Regions from separate parts of the Sus scrofa genome. Here region 2 is linked to region 1. Evidence: chromatin contacts called from public HiChIP or PLAC-seq data. All regions are on one chromosome and are shown on one strand. Each heading gives the region's core, a stretch centred on a gene start, on an enhancer-like site or on the middle of the called end of the contact. The rest is flanking DNA. Distances are from core to core; before and after follow the strand shown. Region 1 overlaps VAV3 (guanine nucleotide exchange factor VAV3). Region 2 has its middle 380 kb from the start of VAV3.

Region 1 (4,237 bases), core at 259-2,758:
CCCGGGGTTTTACAGGAATAAAGCTGCGTCATGTTCCCCGTCAGTTCAGGATTAAGAAATCTGATGAGTGTGGTTTTGCTGTTGATTGATGAGACATGCACGTTTGTGACTTCACGGCATGCATGGTTTAACATTCTCTTGTGCACCTTTACAGGCTGCCTTTGTTTATATTTTTGCCCAGATGGGTATCCCCCAATATCTGCAGGAAGCTATAGGTCAGAGAATTCCGTAGCAAGCCCCAGGTACTGCTGCCGGGCTGCTACTTCTGCTGCTACTAGAATAATAGGACTTCCGCCTCTCCCTCCTCTTCTTTGTTTTCTTGGTCGGGAGGTCTGTCGGGATCTTTTCAAATATATAAATAAGGAGTAATACCACAGCCATAGATAATATGTAAGCGAATGAGTGTGGTGTGTTTCCAGAAAATCGGTGGTGTCGTTAGCAAAGCCTGTCTTCCGGCACCAGGGTGATGGTTTCTGCACAGGGACTGTACCGAGTATGTATAGCCACTAACAGATCCCAGCTGTCCAGGTGCCACCTTGTGGCTTTGGGCACAGGTATGGATTTCCTAGCAGCCCTCATTCCTGTTTCAGTCATCAGGAGGATTTGGCTGCAAAATGGTCTCCTTCACCAAAACCAGAACAAAAACACCTGGGTGAATTTGATGTAGTTGGCATTATTCGGTACTGCCCCACCGAATATCAGAAATAGTCTGCTCAGATAACAGACTGGAGCTACTCAGGGTTCACTAAGTTTTCTTGTGGTTTATTGGGAACGACGAGATCCCAAGAATCCAGGCAGTGGCAGCTAGACGGTTAGCTTGTGGTTTGACTCAGTAGTCAAACCACATCAGCAAGAATAGTTTTTGAATCAGTGATGGCTCTTTGTGCTCTTAAAATGTTTTCTCCCCACCAGTATTGACATCTATGCCCGTTATTTATTCTGAAATTCCCATGTTGGGGAGCACCCCGAGAGAGAGTAGAAGGGGTTGAAATAAGACCATGCTGGTATCAAGAGTCAGCCCCAGGGTGAGCCTTCCTGGACCAGCTGCATGTGCTGGTGTCATTTGACTGTGATGACACCTGCTTTGGCATTTTCTGAGTGTTCAAAGCCCATCAGTGTCTATTTGGAAACTGGTAACGTTGCAGGCACAACTACCAAAATACCAGTCCATCAAGCATCTCTGTATTTGCCTCCCCACATGTGTGCTTTATTGGTTTTGGGGAGAAATTATTTACTCTGAAGACAACCTTTTATTCTTTCTCCTTAAAAAGCTCTCATGACCAGTTTTTAATATGAAGAATTTGTTTATGGACACGAAATCTATGCCAACACGATCCACAGCCCCCAGGCTGTGCTGAGCCTCGTGCTCCTGACCTATTCACATTAATCTCCCAAGTTGAAGCAGTGCAGCTCTCCCCGAATCTAATGTATTGTCTATAACCTTTCAAAATTGGCAGTTAAGTCCGTATAGGATATGATACTGCAGTTTCCTGGCAGCAATAAAAGGAAGTAGGACACGGGACAGTGCTCAGAAAAATCACAGCTGTCATAAAATGGAGTCTTTCAGGAGCCTGTTTGATCCAGAGACATGCAAAAGCATTTCATGCATGACAAAGCATTCGTAAATATTAAATAGTATTCTTGTTCTGTTATTGCCTGGCGGAGATCAACCTCTCTCCTTTTTCGCTGCTGGTATTTAATACTTATTTGACATATTTTTGGCATTCCTGAGCTTGCTTATAAGGGAGGAGAAGCCATAGGCAGAAGGAAGAATGAAAGATAGATATCAAAATTTCCATCAACAAATAAATATTACTCTGGTTACAACTAAATGCAAATAAAATTAAGCTGAATCAGTGTTAGTTTCTCTGACATTTTCTAGCAGTGCCTTTGATCTACTGTGTGTTGGGGGGCGGGGGGGGGGCAATGACAGAGATTTTAAAAAACCGTAATGTTTCATAACCCCATAAACACTCAGGAAAGATGTTTAAAACGCCTCTTTTCCAGCCATTTAGCACTTGAGCCTTTTTACAACTTCTTTCCAGTTCTGTGCTTGAATGCCTCTTGTGATAAGGAACTCACTACCTCTGGAAGGATTTGCTCCGACTTGGCTTAGCTTTGACTGTAGAGAATTCTTCCTTATAATGAATTGAAACCTGTCTGTTCAAGTCTCTCTTCCTAATGTCCCTTCTTGGACTCAAATAGAACATGTGTCTTTCCCCTATATGGTAATCTTTCAGATATTTGAAACATTCTAAGTCCATGTTTTAAACATTCTTTTCCTTTGAATAAATGAAAAGAAACTTAATTTGGGAAAATTCTTTCTTTAAGTAGTTTAGTAGAATGCTAATCTGATCAGATAAAGGTGTGGGTGGCTTGAGTCTTTCATTTCAATCCAATATTAAGGGCAGGGTATCATGCTAGCTGCTGTCATCCCCACAAAAAAGGTAAATGAGACAGTTGTAATGTTCAGGGTGTTTAGAAATCAATTTGGAGACTTCTGATTAAATTTTAGGTGGCATTTTTTTTTCATTTTTTTTTATTACTCAAATGAATTTATCACATCTGTAGTTGTATAATGATCATAACAATCTGATTTCACAGGATTTTCATCCCACAGCCCAAGCACATCCCCCCACCCCCCAAACTGTCTCCTCCAGAGACCATAAGTTTTTCAATGTCTGTGAGTCAGCATCTGTTCTGCAAAGTTCTGTCTGTCCTTTTTTCAGATTCCACATGTCAGTGAAAGCATTGGATGTTGGTGTCTCATTGTATGGCTGACTTCACTTAGCATGATAGTTTCTAGGTCCATCCCTGTTGCTAAAAATGCTGGTATTTCGTTCTTTTTGATGGCTGAGTAATATTCCATTGTGTATATGTACCACATCTTCTGGATCCACTCCTCTGTCGATGGACATTTAGGTTGTTTCCATGTCTTGGCTATTGTAAATAGTGCTGCAATGAACATTGGAGTACATGTGTCTTTTGGAGTCATGGTTTTCTCTGGATAGATGCCCAGGAGTAGGATTGCTGGGTCAAATGGTAGTTCTGTGTTTAGTTTTCTGAGGAATCTCCATACTGCTTTCCACAGTGGTTGCACCAATTTACAATCCCACCAACAGTGTACTATGTTCCTTTTTCTCCACACCCTCTCCAGCACTTCTTGTTTGTAGACTTTTGGCTGATGGCCATTCTGGCTGGTGTAAGGTGGTATCTCATCGTGGTTTTGATTTGCGTTTCTCTAATAATGAGTGATGCTGAACATCTTTTCAAGTGTTTTTCGGCCATCTGTATGTCTTTTTTGGAGAACTGTCTGTTTAAATCTTCCGCCCATGTTTTTGATGGGGTTGTTTGTTTTTTTGGTATGGAGCTGCAGAAGTTGTTTATAAATTTTGGAGATGAATCCCTTGTCAGTTGCTTCATTTGCAAAGATTTTCTCCCATTCTGTAGATTGTCTTTTTGTGTTGTTTAGGGTTTCCTTTGCTGTGCAGAAACTTTGAAGTTTGAGTAGGTCCCATTTGTTTATTTTTCTTCTTATTGTCAATACTCTGATAGGTGGATCTGAGAAGATGTTGCTGTCATTTTTTTTTTTTCCTGATTCGAGTGTTATAAGGAAGATTGCAGATTTTAATTCCTTCATGTCAGAGTATTTAGAGTTGGTGGCATATAGAGATAATTCTTGTCTCTTACATGGTGCTTTATGGTTTCCAAAGTGTTTTTGTATCATTGCACATTTAATTCTTAAGGTGTTTTGTAAGGTAGCCAGGAAGGTATTAACTTTAAAATAGAGTCAGAAAATAGAGAAAAGATTAAGTATTTCGAGTGTCTTTTTTCCCAGTTAGTAAGTGGCAGAGACTGGCCTTGAATCTCAGTCCAGGGCTCTTCCCCTGCACCACACGGTCTCATTGACAGCAAGAATAGCTACCATTGTTCTCCATAGATAAAAGTTTCCTTTCGTTTGTTGTATAAGCAAGGTATTCTTGTGCAGTGTGTTCACACCCTTGATGAAAAATGTGATTTAGAATTTACTTTCTACTTATCTTTTAGTGATGGCATTGGGTAAGATTTGGATATCTTTACTGACTTAAATGATAAACAACATTGTGTATTATTATCAGTTTGTTAGGCCCATTTGGGCTTCAGAGAAGTTCCTTAGAGTAAAATAAATTACCTTAATTTACAAGTTAATTTATAGCAAGATTTTTGGTCACCTTCTCATAGGATGGAACTAATATGA
Region 2 (3,954 bases), core at 1,085-3,584, 170 kb after region 1:
AAACCCCACCCCCACCAGGGACTTTTCTGAGCACCATTTTCCTCTTCCCTAACAGGGGATAATTAGAAGTGTCCGAGAGCCCTGTTATGAAAGGTAAACCCTCATCTATGAAAAGGATGCCAGTAAAGAGCCTGACACAGAGTAGGTACTAAAGAAACATTGATCCTAAAATACTTAGGAACCAAATTATGGACTTGCAGCTTTTCCTTTGAATACTGGAGCTCATGCTTTGTTTCTTACACATGATTACATTTTGAGCATTCAAATTACAGATGGAATAAAAGGTGTGCATGCAGGAAGATTAATATTCAAACCCACAAACAATCTCAGAAGTTGAATTTAACAGCTCCACATTATTTTGACTAGGAAAATGGGATTTTTCACCCAGCTCATAATCATTTAGACTTAGTCCATTAGTCACTTCATTTTTCACTGAAACTAGTTTTCTGGGATTGGCTGGACTCTGATTAGAAATGTTATGCATTCACATGTGGCAGACTTTAGAAGGTATCTTTATTGTAAGTAATGCATGCGTCCTGAAAAAGAGCTCAAAAAAGAATCCTTTCTCTAGTCAGGTGCATCAATTAGAAAGGAGTCGGGAAAATAGTGAGAAAAACAACTCTTCAAGCACTCTAGACTGGCTTGGTAGAAAATTCCAGAATTTGTAGACACAATACAATCATAGGGACCCAGACATGGAGAGAGAGACCTCAGAACAGATACAGAAGGAACACAAAAGTCACTTCATGCCCTCCCTCTCATGGACACTGGGTCTGTGTTGAGTCCTGAGGGAAGGTGAACTCTGGAAAGACTGACTAGGCAACCCACCCTCTGCTGGCAGAGCCACACCCCCTCACCTGCCCAGGGACTTTGGGCAAAGCTCACACAGCTCTCGTGTCTTTATCTCTGAGAATGAAAGCGTTACCTGGTTGAACTCCCTTCCTTCCATCCTAGCTCCGTGGTTTTGTGAAATTCTGTCTCTCCTCCCACAATTCAGAGTAAGGGATTTTCAAAGACTTCATCAAGAGGTAGAGGTTTTACCTCCTACACCGTTGGCAGGACTGTCAACTGCTACAACCACTGGAAGTGGCAGGACTGTCAACTGCTACGACCACTGGAAAACAGCATGGAAGTTCCGCCCCAAACTAAGGATAGGGTTACCTTGTGAGCCAACGATCCCACACCTCAGATAAAACTACACTTCAAAAAGATACAGGCACCCCTGTGTTCATAGCAGCACTATTCACAACAAACAAGACATGGAAACAACCTGTGTCCATCAACAGAAGAATGGATTAAGATGTGGTATATACACACAATGGAATACGACGCAGCCATTCAAAGAGTAAAATAATGCCATTCACAGCAGCATGGATGCAACTAGCTCATATACCAAATGAAGTCAGAAAAAGAAAGACAAATACCATACCACTCACATGTGGAATCTAAAATAGGACAGAAATGAAATAATCTACAAAACACAGAGAACAGACGTGTAGTTGCCCAGGGGGGATGGGGTTGGAGGAGGGATGGAGCCAACAGATGTAAGCGATCATACAGGAAGGGGATAAACAAGCTCCTACTGTAGAGCACAGGGAACTATATTCAATGACCTATGAAAACCGTAACAGAAAAGAATGTTTAAAAGGGTATGTTATATATATATGTGAATCACTGTGCTATACAGCAGTCATTAATGTTGTACATAAACTATACTTCAATTAAAAATGTAGAGGTTTTAAAATACACTGGAACTATGAAAGTTGAGTATCCAAGAGTTCCCATCATGGTGCAGTGGAAATGCATCCAACTAGGAACCACGAGGTTGTGGGTTCGATCCCTGGCCTTGCTCAGTGGATTAAGGATCTGGCATTGCCATGAGCTGTGGTGTAGGCTGCAGATGTGGCTCCGATCTGGTGTTGCTGTGGCTATGGTGTAGGCTGGCAGCTGTAGCTCCAATTAGATCCCTAGCCTGGGAATCTCCACATGCTGTGGATGTGGCCCTAAAAAGCAAAAAGACAAAAAAAAAAAAAAAGTTGAGTATCCAGTTGTGCTCACAATTTTTTGCACTGTCATTCCACTGCTGTAAGGGCACAGGAGCAGCACCATGGGTCTGCCATACCCACACTGGTGTCCTTAGCACCTGTCCACTGACACCTGCTGGAAGTCAGAATAGTTGTGGGGTGAATGAGTCCCCAGCACTGCTGTGTGGGGACCTGTGGGCACTGAAAACTAAATGTGCTTTGACTTCTGACGCTAATAGCTGACTGGATGGTTATAACTGAACGTCTGAAACCACAACTGCTCGTGGTCACACTGGAGACCGGCCAGTCCTTGGCTGGTGTCCTGACACCACCTCTCTGAATTAACTGCTTGGCCACATGTGCCCTCGACATACCGCCACCTCTGGCACAGCGGCAGTGCGTTTCAGCTGTTACTGCTCCATGCACATAGGAGGCAGAATACACAGGATCTGCATTTAGCCACATTTTCCTTCTGTCAGTGCTGAAACAGATTCCCTTCATTTGCCATACAGAGCTCAGGCCGTCTTTTCACCTACTTCAGCTCACTGAATCTGGAGCAGCACAGCCCTGAACGGAGAGAAGGGCCACCTTCCTCTATGATACAGCCATGCATGGGTGCTCCTGGTTTTTCAGAACAACTCCTAAGGCTTTTCTCTAGAGACTCATTCTGGGGAGCTGCTGTCTACACTGTGGACATTTACTGAGATCCTAGGTCAGGTGGCAGGGCAGCTGTATCAAAATCCCCATACCTCGTGCTGTCAGCACATACTGATGAGCTGGAATGCGTCAGCAAATCTAATAATGACTCAAGAGTCTGATCAGCAAGTGCTTTTAGATTTTCTAATGATTTGAATGACCTTACTTCAGAGAGGCAAAAGCTTTGTTTTTTTTTTTCCCCCTGTGATTATTTAGACTTCGTCTCTTCTCATTTAGATATTTTGAAAATCTCATTTATTTCATTTAATTCTTTTGAGAATTCAAAGCTTGGTAACATCCCATCTTTGAATCATGAAAACTTCAGAAGTTGAGTAACTTCTACCCTAGAACTAGTTTTACTATAGTTCATTTACAATGTTCCTCCCATTTCTGCTGTACAACGAAGTGACCCAACCACCCAGATGCATTCTCCCCCCATCCATTTTCCAATATTAGAACTAGTTTTTGGTGAGTTTGTTTGCATTTGCTTTTTAGGGCTGCACCCGCAGCTTATGGAAATTCCCAGGCTAGGGGTCGAATCAGAGCTACAGCTGCCAGCCACAGCCACATAGGATCCAAGCCACCTCTGTGACCAAACCATAGCTCACGGCAACACCAGAGTCTGAACCCAATGAGTGAGGCCAGGGATTGAACCCCATCCTCATGGGTCCTACTTGGGTTTGTTACCGCAGAGCCACGATAGGAACTCCCCAGTAGAACTAGTTTTTAAGGCAACTTGACCTGTTTCAATATTCTAATCAAATTTTTTGTCCAAGCAGTAGCACTGACTAGTGGTTAAGTCGTCAGCCTGAGCATTGGTCTATGTGGCTCCACCACTTACTAGCTGGATGACCTCGGGCAAGTTGATTACACTGCTTGTTCCTCAATTTCTCTGTGTGCTTAAAATGGGGTGATGACAGCACCTTGTTTCAAGTGGTTTTCATGAGGATTAAGTGGGACGACATGTATAAACAGAGTCTGAACATGTGCATTTGGGCCACCATTTAACATACAAAAATAAACATTACGAACTTAGACATGAAAGAAAAAACCCTCTTATGTGTATATTTGCCTTTGGAAGAATCATCGTAAGAACTTTTCACATTAGTAACGCTTTAAAAACAAGCACAAATCAAACAGGGTGAGATGGTCTATCAGTTATCCACTCCCACATTACCAAATTGGTCCAGCCCTCATTGGCTGAGGACAGCAAACATCTATTATCCCACGGTTC

Evidence for each region. HiChIP or PLAC-seq counts read pairs in DNA pulled down with a chosen protein or histone mark.
Region 2: an H3K27ac HiChIP or PLAC-seq map of skeletal muscle shows a contact between it and region 1, with 5 times the contacts expected there. The contact joins two enhancer-like sites. A contact is called at or near these places in 2 of 47 Hi-C or Micro-C datasets (embryonic fibroblasts and skeletal muscle) and 1 of 2 datasets of contacts at active chromatin or transcription factors (skeletal muscle).

Annotation. Positions count from the first base shown.
Region 1 is chr4:112,031,498-112,035,734 of Sscrofa11.1, forward strand. The region is part of intron 16 of VAV3 (guanine nucleotide exchange factor VAV3); the gene reads left to right. Among named protein-coding and RNA genes, the nearest start is that of VAV3, 210 kb to the left of the region's middle. Within about 2 kb of position 1,509, at least 5 of the 83 cell types and tissues checked have an H3K27ac peak or open chromatin away from gene starts, as enhancers often do. A contact at or near this core is called in skeletal muscle, where this site is marked.
Region 2 is chr4:112,204,272-112,208,225 of Sscrofa11.1, forward strand. No RefSeq gene overlaps it. Among named protein-coding and RNA genes, the nearest start is that of VAV3, 380 kb to the left of the region's middle. Within about 2 kb of position 2,335, at least 4 of the 83 cell types and tissues checked have an H3K27ac peak or open chromatin away from gene starts, as enhancers often do. A contact at or near this core is called in skeletal muscle, where this site is marked.